Regions from separate parts of the Oryzias latipes genome. Here region 2 is linked to region 1. A link is a contact called in public Hi-C data. All regions are on one chromosome and are shown on one strand. The core of a region is the stretch at or near the end of the contact, and the rest is flanking DNA. Distances in the headings are between cores, read along the strand shown.

Region 1 (5,791 bases), core at 1,408-3,907:
ATCAGTATTCTAACATATGCGTGATTTTTTTCTTCCACTTTTTCCTCTCCGTTCGGTTTCAACAAAATGCACTTTTTGAGTTGCTCAAATATTTTCCATATGCAGCTGTTACCGCCTGCTTTTAAGCCGACATATAAATAAATACAGTTGAAGACCACGGATCCTGCTTAGAAAGTTTAGCGCAGTTAAAGTAAAAGTTTTAGTTGCTGTTTTTCTTTTTTTAATTTAATATTTGCATTCTTGATATTATAAACTTTTCAAAGTCTTTTCCCTCCTCACTGGTATCCCAGCGCAGACGCTGTGGTGAGTCTCTGGCCGTACAGTGCGTAAGGGGAGTAGTATGGGCCGGTGGCTGCGGGGACTGGAACAGGCGCACCGGGAGTTGGCAGGGGACTTTTGGAGTAGGGGTGATAGCGGCTGCTGAGTCCTAACGCGTGATGCGGGCTCCTGAGAGCCAAAGTCCCGGGGCTCCCTGGGGCTCCTGACGGTGGCATGTGCATGTGACAGGCCATGGCCGCCGCAGCGGCGCTGGCCAGTGATGAAGACCCGGGATAACCGGATATCAACTTCTCCGCGCCAGTAAAAGCAGTGTGTGTCCTCAGGTGATTCAGGAGCTCTTCCGAAGAGGAGAAGCGCTTGTCGCACGGTCCGTTCGCAGACACCCAGTTACAAACGTGGGGGAGAGGGTCGTTGGGGAGCATAAAGCCGTAGGGGTACAGGGGGTGTCCGCTAAATGATGGCGCCGAGGAGTGGACCCCGTGGATGGGGTGGGTCGGGTACATTAGTGGGTAGCTGGATTTCAGAGCGTTTGCGGCAGCCGCAGCTGCTGAGTCGTGCGTGCAAGACGCGCCAGTTGCGCCCGCTAAGTGACTGGCACAGTGGTAACTGAGGCAGTAGGGGTCTCTGCACAGGCTGGCTGACATAATGGACGGCGGGGAGGCTCCGGCCAACGGGCTGGAGCCAGCTTTACTGCAGCCCAGGGAGCTAGCCAACTGTGCATTGACCAAGCTGCCTCCGTGGGGCAGGAAGTGTTGAGGATAACCAGCATAGGCCCCCGCCAAGCTGCCCGGATAGGTCATACCAGCTGGAGGCAAAGGAAAAACGGTTTGTCCTGGTTTATAAGGAGAAACTGGCGCCACAAGTCCTGAGCCAAGAACGGACGCAGAGGATACAGAAGTTACGGAGGAAGACTCCGAGGAAGAGGTGGTTTTAGAGCCAGGGGTCGCCTCCTGGTGCTGGTTGACCTCCACGTTAATTCCACCACAGCTCACGCTTATCCTGCTGTGGCTCGTGGTGCCAGGTCCGTCCGCGGAGCTGTTTTTACTACAGTCAGAATCTTTCTTTTCATCCCTGTCTCCGCACTTCCCCTCTGATGGCATGGGAGACGCAGAGGTGCTGGAGTTGGGGCTGCCTGTCCGCGGCGTGAACGGCTGGCAGGTGGCGCTCGGCACTCGGAAACCAGACTTCTCTCCGCCTGAGACGCCCGAAGACGAGTCCTTCTTATCTGCCGGTTTGGAGTAAGGTTTGAAGCTGGACTTGTCATCCACGCCGATGTCGCTAAGTTTCAAAGGGCCGGATTTAGATTCCTTCTCACTAGATCCATTTTGTGTAGCGGAGGATAATTTGGAAGAGGGTGGCGGGTCCGGTTTGCCGATTTGAGAGCAGGTCTGCGCCAGCAGAGCCAACGGACTTTTCTTGGCGTCCAACTGCACAAAACACAGCAAAAAGCAAAAATTTATTTAAAAAAAACATTAAATACATTTTAGTAGTGCAAATCTGAAACGCGCATCGTAAGACGTGCATGAAAAACCCTTTTTTACGCACCGATCCTAAGGGAGTAAAACTAAGTATCGCATCGTTAAAACCTTAAAAACAAGATGCAGACATTTCAGCAAGCTCAAACATATTCTAACCCCCGGAATTAGACGAAATCGCAGGAAGAAAGGGGAAGGGAAACTCCCGAAACCTTTCCACACGTAACGCAAACACACCAACACCCAAAATATTTCAGATAAAAAAAGGAGTTTTCCATACCTCGATGGGGCTAACTGGGGTAGAAGGCAAGGGCTGCAGATATTCCGGGTGCAAAATGTGTCCTGACCGTGCAGTAAGCATTTTTAAAACCTTGATGTGAAGTCGCCTTGCTTGTCGTAGTGGATCAGAAGGAGGTGCGGAGTGGAGAAAAGGCTTGTTGATGCTCGCCGAACTGCTATTCCGAGGACTGCTGCGTTCCCACGCTGCACAAATTTCACTATTTTTCAGGGCAGACGCCGAGGGCGACGTGATCATGTCCCAATTGTCAGGAAATGAGATGGTGATGCTTTCGCCAGTTTCATTAAGAAAATCAGGAGATGTAATCGAGCCTCTCTGGCAGGAAGGAAATGTTTCAAAATAAAGGCAAAATGCTGTAATAATCCCGACTGGAGAGAGGAGCAAGGCGCGGCAGCTGGAAGGAGACGGTGCGAGGTTATCGCAGATCTGCGTCTGCGTCTGGCACCATGAGCGCTGCGCCGTGTGTGCGCCTGACTGCAGGTCCTCCCTCTGTAGTCCCGAAGTACGAACTGGTAGAAATTTTCACTTCAAAAGCAGCTGAATTAGTCAGAGATTAAAGCCTTTGCCGCCTTCCAATCAAATGGGACCCTGAGGTGATTGGAGGGTCAAGGGGATGTGACGTTCTCCGCTTTGTAAGCGCCTCTATTTTGACAGCTCGGGGGGAGGAGATATGGGAGGGGGGAAAATGTGTTGTTTGCAGTGAACGCCGGCGCTTTTGCGGATGCAGTGCGACAAAAACCGTCTCTATAAGGAGTTATTATTTTGCTTTTACAAAGGAAATGTGAAATTAAAGTTAGACAGCATACATACATTTGTCTTTTCAAGTTTATTTTGATGAGTTTTGGCTGTTTGGTGCATCCAAAAATCTATCATTAAATCCTGTTTTTGGGGGGATATTTCTATTAAATGTAGTTGTGTTTGAATGCACTTGGCTGGCATAGATGGTGCGTTTTATTCCTGCGCCCTAGGTGCGCTCTAGTGTGCGTAAACCAGCTCCACCATGGAGCCGTAACCTGCAAACATAAAACCAACCACTTCAGCTTGAATTCCCTAAACAGACAAGCGTTGACAGGAATAGACCAATGTAGTAATGGAGGGATGTGAACGTCACATGTTTTCAGTATAATATACACCGCCCTTCTATTTCTATCTCAACCCCTCCGTCAAGTGTCAATTCTGCTCCACCGCAATCAATCAGTTATTTGTCAGGCGCTGTCAATCCACCCCTTGATTTATGTCGGCTATTGTGGCTGATTACATGCCAGTGTGACTGCAGGAGAGGAGTAAATGGGAGGAGAGGCAATAGACAAAAACAAGACAATAACTTGATGTTAAGGTTGTATTATATTTTTTGCGCCAAATGACTGTTTGAAACAAGTGGGAAAAATAGGACTGAACTTTAAGGAGCACAACTTTCAGAGTTCTTCCTTGGAGGAGGCATATCTGCACAGTGAAAGTTAAATAACTTGCAGACTAGCTCAAACTCTGCAGAAAAGCTGTTAATGTTTTGAAGTGCTTTTGCTGTTATCGGCCGATTGTGGCGTTAACATTCCGCCTTATGGGGAGGGAGGGGAGATTCCTAAAGCCCTAAAAGACGAATAGTTTTAAAATACTTAGAAAAAACTAACATTATTATATATTATATTATTTTGCTTTTCCTTAAAAAGTGGTGCGAATATTTGCCTTTTTTTTTAGAACTTTGTCCATTTGTGCCAAGTAACGCGCATCTACCATTGTGTTGTTAAAAACCTGTCAAATGCCTCGGGCGCACTGTCATCTGCAACGGCAATAACAAAGACAGGGAGCTAAAGAGGGCGGATGGGGGGGGGGGGGGGGGTAGAAACAAGAAATCCAGACACTGCACAGTGATGTCAGCTCGATTTTATTTACATATAATGAAAATGATTTAGTTTCTTTCAGTGGGGAGAATGGGAGTAGGGCAAAGAAAAGGAAGAGAAATGGTCTGTCAGGCCGCTGAGAGGAGAAGTTTCAAATGCCTTGAACTATTCACCGCTGAGATGGCTAATCAGTATTGAGGCTCCGAGGCAATCGGGCAGCTTTTCACTGTGTTTTTTACCCCCCCCCCCTCCCCTTTCATCTCAATCGAGGATGGAGGCGCTTAATTAAAAGCCTATCAGTTTGTAAGTAAATCAACGCCTATCAAAGTTGTCACATCAAACAAAACGATTATTACTGCAACCCGCCTATGCCATTAATCTCTTTCTGTGGTAATCTGCTTGACAGGTCAACTAGGAGAGCAAGAAACCCTGGAATAGACAGTCAACAGGAGACAAAAATGTTTCATTTATTTTTAAATAAAGTTTTGAATTAATTAGACGGAGATGTGGAAATAAAATCAATTGTGTGTGGTAAAAAAGGGATAACACATGCTAGAGCAGGGGTCGGGAACCTTTTTGGCCAAGAGAGCCATAAACGCCACATATTTTGAAATGTAATTTCGAAAGAGCCATACAATAATGTAGTGTCCCTTTCCCACACTGTGGCACTGAGACTTAACCTCTTCTAAGGTTCTTTATTCGGGTTACTGCAGACCGCGACAAACGCCGAACAATTAATTCAGCAGCTCCTGAATCTCTCCCGCCGAGACGAGACGAGAGCGCGTCTCCCAACTTTATATTCCCCTGCTCCCGCTGCAGCCCTCCCATTTCCCTTATTCGGCCCATAGCTGAACCCCATTGGTCCAAACTACCTAACAACCACCTGAGCGACAGAACTGAGAGCCAATCAGCTCTCTGCTTGATGCCTTCAATGAACCCCAGAACTTTTAACGCGGCCCAACAGCCATCCAACTCAGTCCGCGACAATATGTTTAAAACTAAAATACAAGTGAATGTGTGCATTTGATGTAATTTCAACCTTTTTAAAGTACAATAAGTCTGTGGATTCTTTTTAATAACATTGTTATGCTGTTTCTAATAAATGATGAGTATTTCTCGTGGTAGTTTTGCTGATGGTCTAGTCTGGTTTACGTGGTGAGTTTCTGCATCATGCAGGCGTTGAGACTTTAAACGTGATCTTAGGTTGGTATGAATGTTTTGTAGATGTGAGACAGACTGCTCACATGCGGACCTGGAGCCAAACACACACTCACACGCTGCAGTGAGTGACGGGCAGTGGGTTTTACCTATTTACAATCCCTGCGCGATTCACCTGCTGCCTGTCCCCACAACACCTCAGCCCCACCCTCTGCTTTCTCCCTCACACATCCCGTCCCCGCAACTGCGCGCTCTTTCTCAGAGACGGGAGCGCGCAGTTTTAGGCACGGCAATTCACAGGTTTCCGGGTGGTACAAACTCTGTGAATTAATAGACAATTTTAAACTTATACTAGTGCTGGCGCAGATTTGTCTCTCTAAGCACCGCTACTACTGCGCGCCTCTGCCATCGCATCGCGCACGAGAAGGACTGGTCTAATGAAGAAAAAAAATTTGAATTAAAGATTTGTCTGCGAGCCACATGTGACCATCAAAAGAGCCATATATGGCTCGCGAGCCTTAGGTTCCCGACCCCTGTGCTAGAGGGATCAGAAATAATCAGAAATATAAATAAAACATTTTAAAAATCATTAATGCATGAAAAAATAAAAATAGTAAAAAATGAATGTTTTTTTCTACATAAATAATATTTTTTGGAACATTTAAAGAAAATTTCCTTATGATGCTTCTGAGCATTTATTTATGTTTTATTTTGAAAAAACGAGGGCTGATGGGGGATTTACA
Region 2 (5,791 bases), core at 1,693-4,192, 110 kb after region 1:
GGACCAAGGTTTATATGTTAAAACCCTGATATATTATCATATCTAAAGGTAATCTTAATTGTTATTAATACTAGGAAGGTTTTGACAGAAGCATAGTCTTTATTAGGGATGACACAATCCTAGTCATAAGCGGTTGGATAGCTCAGTTGGCTGCATATATGACTGGCACATGGGGAACCAGGGTTTGTCTCCTAGAGGGCGTGATGAGCTTCATGAAGTGTCATTGGGAAAGACCTTTCACGCTACTGCCTAACTATGTAGCCACAAGGGGGCGCAAGTCTGTGTCTCCCTGTGCAGGTCCCCAGCCAGTATAAAATACAGGGTTGTGTAAGGAAGGGCACCCAGCGTAAAAACCCCTGCCAAACCACCTGTGTCAATCAGTGAAAGCTGATTCGCTGTGGCGACCACCGAAGGGATAAGCCAAAAGGGGAACAACAGGGATTCCAGGATAAACAGTAAGATTACACCGCTTGTGTCAAACACGTGCTAGATTCAGAAATATTTGATATTTATTGTTTTTAAACAGTACAGTAAACCCTTGTTTATCGCGGGGGTTACATTCCAAAAAGAGCCCGTGATAGGCAAAATCTGTGAAGTAGAAACCTCTATTTTATTTACAATCATTATACAATTAAATACTGTATTATATATTGAAAAGAAAGAGCAAACCATTGTACAGGCTCAAGCATTTGTTTCGCTAATTTAAGTACTTTAAAACGTTTTTTTCAATAAATAACTTCTGTACTGTCAAATAATAATTTTAATCATTGATGTGAACAGAAGGCTTCAAATCGCGGAGATTAGCCCCGCCCACCGCGACCCGAGTAATTGGATTAAACAGGAGAAAATTAAAAATGATTATGAAAAAATACAAAGTACAGTGGGACAAATAGTGACTCAGGTGTATTTCACTGGTCTTCAGACTGAGCCGCTGCATCCTGACTCCACTCTGCAGTGTTTTCTTCTTTTGAAGCCCGCGGTGCAGGTGTGTTTGTTCGGGAGAAGAACACAGTGATAGGCAGTTGTTGTCGCTCTTTTTTCTTCTTTGAAAAAACATCCTTATACACCGACATGCCACCATCAAGAGAATTTGCACGTTCACAATATAAATTTGACAAGCTGTTTTACGTACGTGTACATTTAATTGTTAAACTGCAACGTTATTGACGCACAGGTAGAGAAGAAGCAGAGTGACTTTTTAGCCAATCAGAATGCAGAACACAATGCACGATGCAAATCCGTGAAGTAGCGAAACCGTGAAAAGTAAACCGTGTTATAGCGAGGGATCACTGTACACCAAGCATAGTATGGGCCGACTGAAAGGTTTTTCTTTATCATTACTTACCTATTTGAAAATAAAATTAAAAAATGTTGTTTTGTAATAGACAAATCATCCAAATTGTGGGGACATCCATCCATCCATCCATCCATCCATCCATCCATCCATTTTTTTACACATTTTCCATGAGTTTTTCTTTTACAAACCGAAGTTGAATTTTTTGTTCATCCTAAAACCAAAACCAAGGTATTTTTTCTCCAAGTTGCTTTGATCGCTCATGGATTGATCAACTCCTCTCAAATGTCCCAACAGATAAAGAACACTTGGATTCCTACGTTCTAAGAGAAGCAGCTGTTTTTGGACTCTTGTCCAGCTGCACATCAAAAGAAATAGGATTTTTTTAACACTGCAACTAAGAACTTGAAATAACCCCAATCTTGTTCATACAAATTCAAAATCTTGACCATGTCCATATTCTCTTGCCGTTTTTTCTTTTATGTGGTTCTGCAAGGAAACAGTCTCTAACCTTTAGGGTTTCTCCTCCACTACAGTAAAAGTATGTTCTCATGTCACTCCTAAAGAAATTGGTTTTAAACTGTTGACACAAATCAGCTCAGCAGCTGTTTCTTGACAGCATCATATTATTAATGTATTTTCATTGCCACTATGGTTAGTTTATCGCACACGGATGGCTATTTCCTTTCACGAGTAGTCATCGTTGAGTCGTTCCTCTTGAATCTGCCCATCTTTTAGCCCCTCAGAGAGTCTCGACCCCTTTTCCCCCTGCGCTCCAATGGATATCCCAAATGGAAAACACGTGGCGGGATTTGTCATTTGTTAACACTCGGTAGAAAGAGTGAAACAGGCCAGGGGGATGGCTCATCAGGAACACTCATTCAGGATGATGAATGTGGCCAAATACACATTTGTCCATAAAAGTTGCCGAGAGGATCAGCATCATTAGGCATGAGGAATAGGTGGAACCCGCTGAGAAGTGAATGCAGAAAACAGATGCTGCAGATTTTCACCAGCATCTTTCATCTAGAGTACCATCATTAATAAAGTTGAAGGTGATCCTTGTGTTTTCATCTAATAAGAGCAAATAAAGTATGGTGAGACTCTCAGGAAATTGCTGAATAAACTGAATATTGCCATGGCTTTTTAAACAAAGATTCAGAGTGATCTGTTTGGCTCGGTGTCATTTTTAGTTACTCTGTGAGTTGGGTTGTGTGTGTTCAGCATTTACTAAGCAGAATATTGTTCTTTTGTGTTTTTTCTTGTGTAAATTTGTGTTTTGCGTGTTTTTTATGAAAAAAAACTTACTACAAATATTTATTATATTCCACTTGGGCAATTTAGTTGACCCCAATTACTTTAACAGACTAAATACATTTGGGAATAATGGAAAAATTGTTTGTATGAAATCAAAGCCAATAAAAATAAATCAATGTAATAATGCCAATAATCAATGTTTTGTGCTGATTAGATGCAGCTGATTACACGTCAGGTGACTGAGCCCCATGTTTTAGCTGCTTGGCTGTGTTGTAGAGGGGTTCCATCTTTGTCAACCCTGTCTCATCTATTAAACGGGCCCAGACACAGAAGCTTTACCATGAATAATGCTTCAGGTCCATATAATCCCAACACCTATAAATCTTAATAGAGGTCCCAAGATTTCAAAGGGGGCGGCCACATTTCTTTCCCACCCTTTCCCAGCTCTATTCCTCCTCCCATGTGAAGTCTCCAATTTTCTCCCCACCTACGAAACCCATGGTGACTCAGATTTGCCCGTGCCATGATTTACCTACCAACCGGATTACATGCACATAGCTCATGCAAATCAATAAAAACATGTCAAGATTGCTTAGCTGCCTGTGGTTCGCTAAATGCAATTTATCACTCAGGGAATCAGGTGTAGGCTAACAAATGGAGTCTGATCATTTGAATTGGACCTGTTGTCAAATGCTTGAAGAGTGCATTTTTCATTTTCTGTACAGTAAATTGACTTGGTTGTGTGTTTGTTTCAAAGGGATTTGTAGAATCATTGCCTTTAGGATTTCATAGGGAAATGTGCACTTTGGTGAACTGTAGTGTGGTGTTAACTGCCATTCCCCAATCAAACCGGCTGTCAAACCACAGTGTATTTTAAAAATCTCATTTATTTAACTACAGAAAAGAACAATTAGCCTAAATAATGAATGTCAGTGTGGTCATGGTGTGCACGTTTGAGTAACTGATTGTTCTTAATCCAGAACAATGGAGCTTGTTTTAAATTACATTGTAAAATCTTTCTAACTTAATTATGTTAACAGGCTTTGAAAACACGGAGAATTCTACATGAGCTTCTCTTAAGTGTATCTAATTTGCCAGCCAGCAGACAGTTATCAGGAATGCTGTGCATCATCTTGTCCTTGCATTCTGATCTGTGCATGTGTGTGTGTGTGTTGCTATGATGAGCACAGATTTCTCTTGACACCCTCTGAGATTTCTCGCTTTGATATGTCCATGTATGCCTCCAGGCTGAGGCTGGTCAACATGATGCCCTCCGATTCTCCAAATTGAGCCTGATTAATATTCATTATTGATAAATTGGCAATATGTCACCTTTGAATTGCAATTGCTGTGTCTGCAGAAGAGGTCCACTTTTCTAAACTGCAACATAAAAGATTTCTCCGTGTGTATTTCAATTGACAAAAAAAACTTGACAAGTTCTGTTCATGGACCATCGTTTTTTCTAGGCCGTGCTAATGTTGCATTATGCAGAAACAGTCGTTTACTGAACTTTGTGTACTGTTTCAAACCCCACATGTGTTGGATTCACTCTAAAAGTTCCACAGCACCTCAGCCAAGTGCCACAAACTCAGAATGAATGTGCACTCTGTTGATTCAGACACTTTTGTGTTGTTCCAGTAAATGCCTAACAAGCAGTTCTGGACTTCAGTCCCATTTACAGAGCTCATTCAGTTACAGGGCAACATTCAGTGAAAGCGTTTCTGAAAACACTGTGGTGAACTGCTTTGCATCTCACCCCCCTCTTCTTTTAGAGATAAATTAGCACTTTCTAAATAATGTACTGAACCCTAATTCTCTTTGATTAGTAGCAAGTTAGATGGTTGTGACCCATTGAAATTGGTCATCAACATAAATAATGACCAAATGAACTGATAAAATGCAGAATTGCCAACCATCATAAATCAGATGGAACCACTTGGTGTAGAAGTCATTGGAATTAGAAGTCCATGCTCCTATTAATTATGTTGGCTTGCTGCGCCGAAATTGTTATAAATCAGTTGTGAAAGGTACTCCAGTCGACCGGCCTGCCCAGAAAGGCCTGCTGCCTGCAAATGGCTTTGTATACCCCCTAATTGTTTCTTAAACAAGCCACCTCTGGAGAGGAGAGTTGATGGACAGAGTTTAAGAAAATAATTAAAAACATGGTTTAAGGTTGCAGTGCATAAACCATACTTGGAATCTACACGTCGTCACTCTACTCCTAAGACAACCCTTATTAAATGATGTATAGCTATAGTAACTGATATGATAACAGAAGGAAAAAAAATGTTGTCAGGTTGAATTCTGTCTAAAATATGTTTCCATTTATCATTTTTCCAACAGGTTTTCTCGTTCACATACATGTGAAATTTTTTGTATTTATTTTTGATTTTTTTTGTGACACTTCAGTAACATTTTCAACAATCAAACACTATGCTTTTTATGTCATATTTAGGGTTTCTAAGAGAACCAAGGCAGAAATCATGTCGGATTTTGAAGAATTCATATTTTCGAAGGATGCATTTTTCAAAATGGAATATAAAGTAATCCTGATTCTGAGAGAATGTCGGGATCCAAGAAGCATAAATGTTCAATGTTTCAATCTTTTTGAATCCATGATAACATCTTCAGATGTACAATTCTTTTCAGGATTTTTAATTTGACCTTTTTGTTTTAGATACAGTTACAGTTTTTAGCTTTTTTGTTTCTTTTCAATTTTTAATTTTTCACAAAAATTTCCATCCAAAAACATCGACATAAATATCTTTGTGACTTAAATTCTGCAAATTTATGGCGTTTTTTTTTTTTTTTTTTCGTTATGGTGAAAATCTTGCATTACTTTGAACAAACTGTGGCATGTTATTGTGGATTGAAAAAAAACAACATTTTAACAGAATAAAAATACTTTTTTTAATATAAAGATACTTAATGAAGGTGTACATCTTTCTCAAATGTTGGAAAACCTTTCTTTTTGTTCCGTTTACCTAAACGCAGCACCATAAACCCAATTATATCATTCTCCTTGGTATTTTCTTTGTCGCCTCTTCCATCACAAGTAATTTACTTTTTCTAGTGGCGACTTCGAACCGAGTATATATAACATGATCAGGACTAAACATTTTTGTTTTAAGGATGCCTTCTCTGTCAGTCTATTACCCATCTCTGTCCCCCCCCCCCTTTTTTTTGTCTCTCTCAGCCCATGTGTGGCAACGGTGTGTGCTAGTGTGCAAGAAAATTCCC

The links. Hi-C and Micro-C count contacts between places; a contact is called where the count stands out from the background.
Region 2: a Hi-C map of gastrula embryo shows a contact between it and region 1, with 1.5 times the contacts expected there. The contact joins the enhancer-like site here to the promoter of LOC101174213 in region 1. A contact is called at or near these places in 2 of 5 Hi-C or Micro-C datasets (fibroblasts and gastrula embryo).

The regions. Positions count from the first base shown.
Region 1 is chr15:20,799,106-20,804,896 of ASM223467v1, forward strand. It overlaps LOC101174213 (zinc finger protein 503), which reads right to left and starts at 2,658. Exons shown (of 2, transcript XM_004077102.4): 1 at 2,035-2,658; 2 at 1-1,706. The coding sequence starts at 2,289. The coding sequence ends at 276.
Region 2 is chr15:20,910,944-20,916,734 of ASM223467v1, forward strand. All of the region lies in intron 2 of lrmda (leucine-rich melanocyte differentiation-associated protein), which reads left to right. Among protein-coding and RNA genes, the nearest start is that of lrmda, 100 kb to the left of the region's middle. Within about 2 kb of position 2,943, at least 1 of the 8 cell types and tissues checked has an H3K27ac peak or open chromatin away from gene starts, as enhancers often do.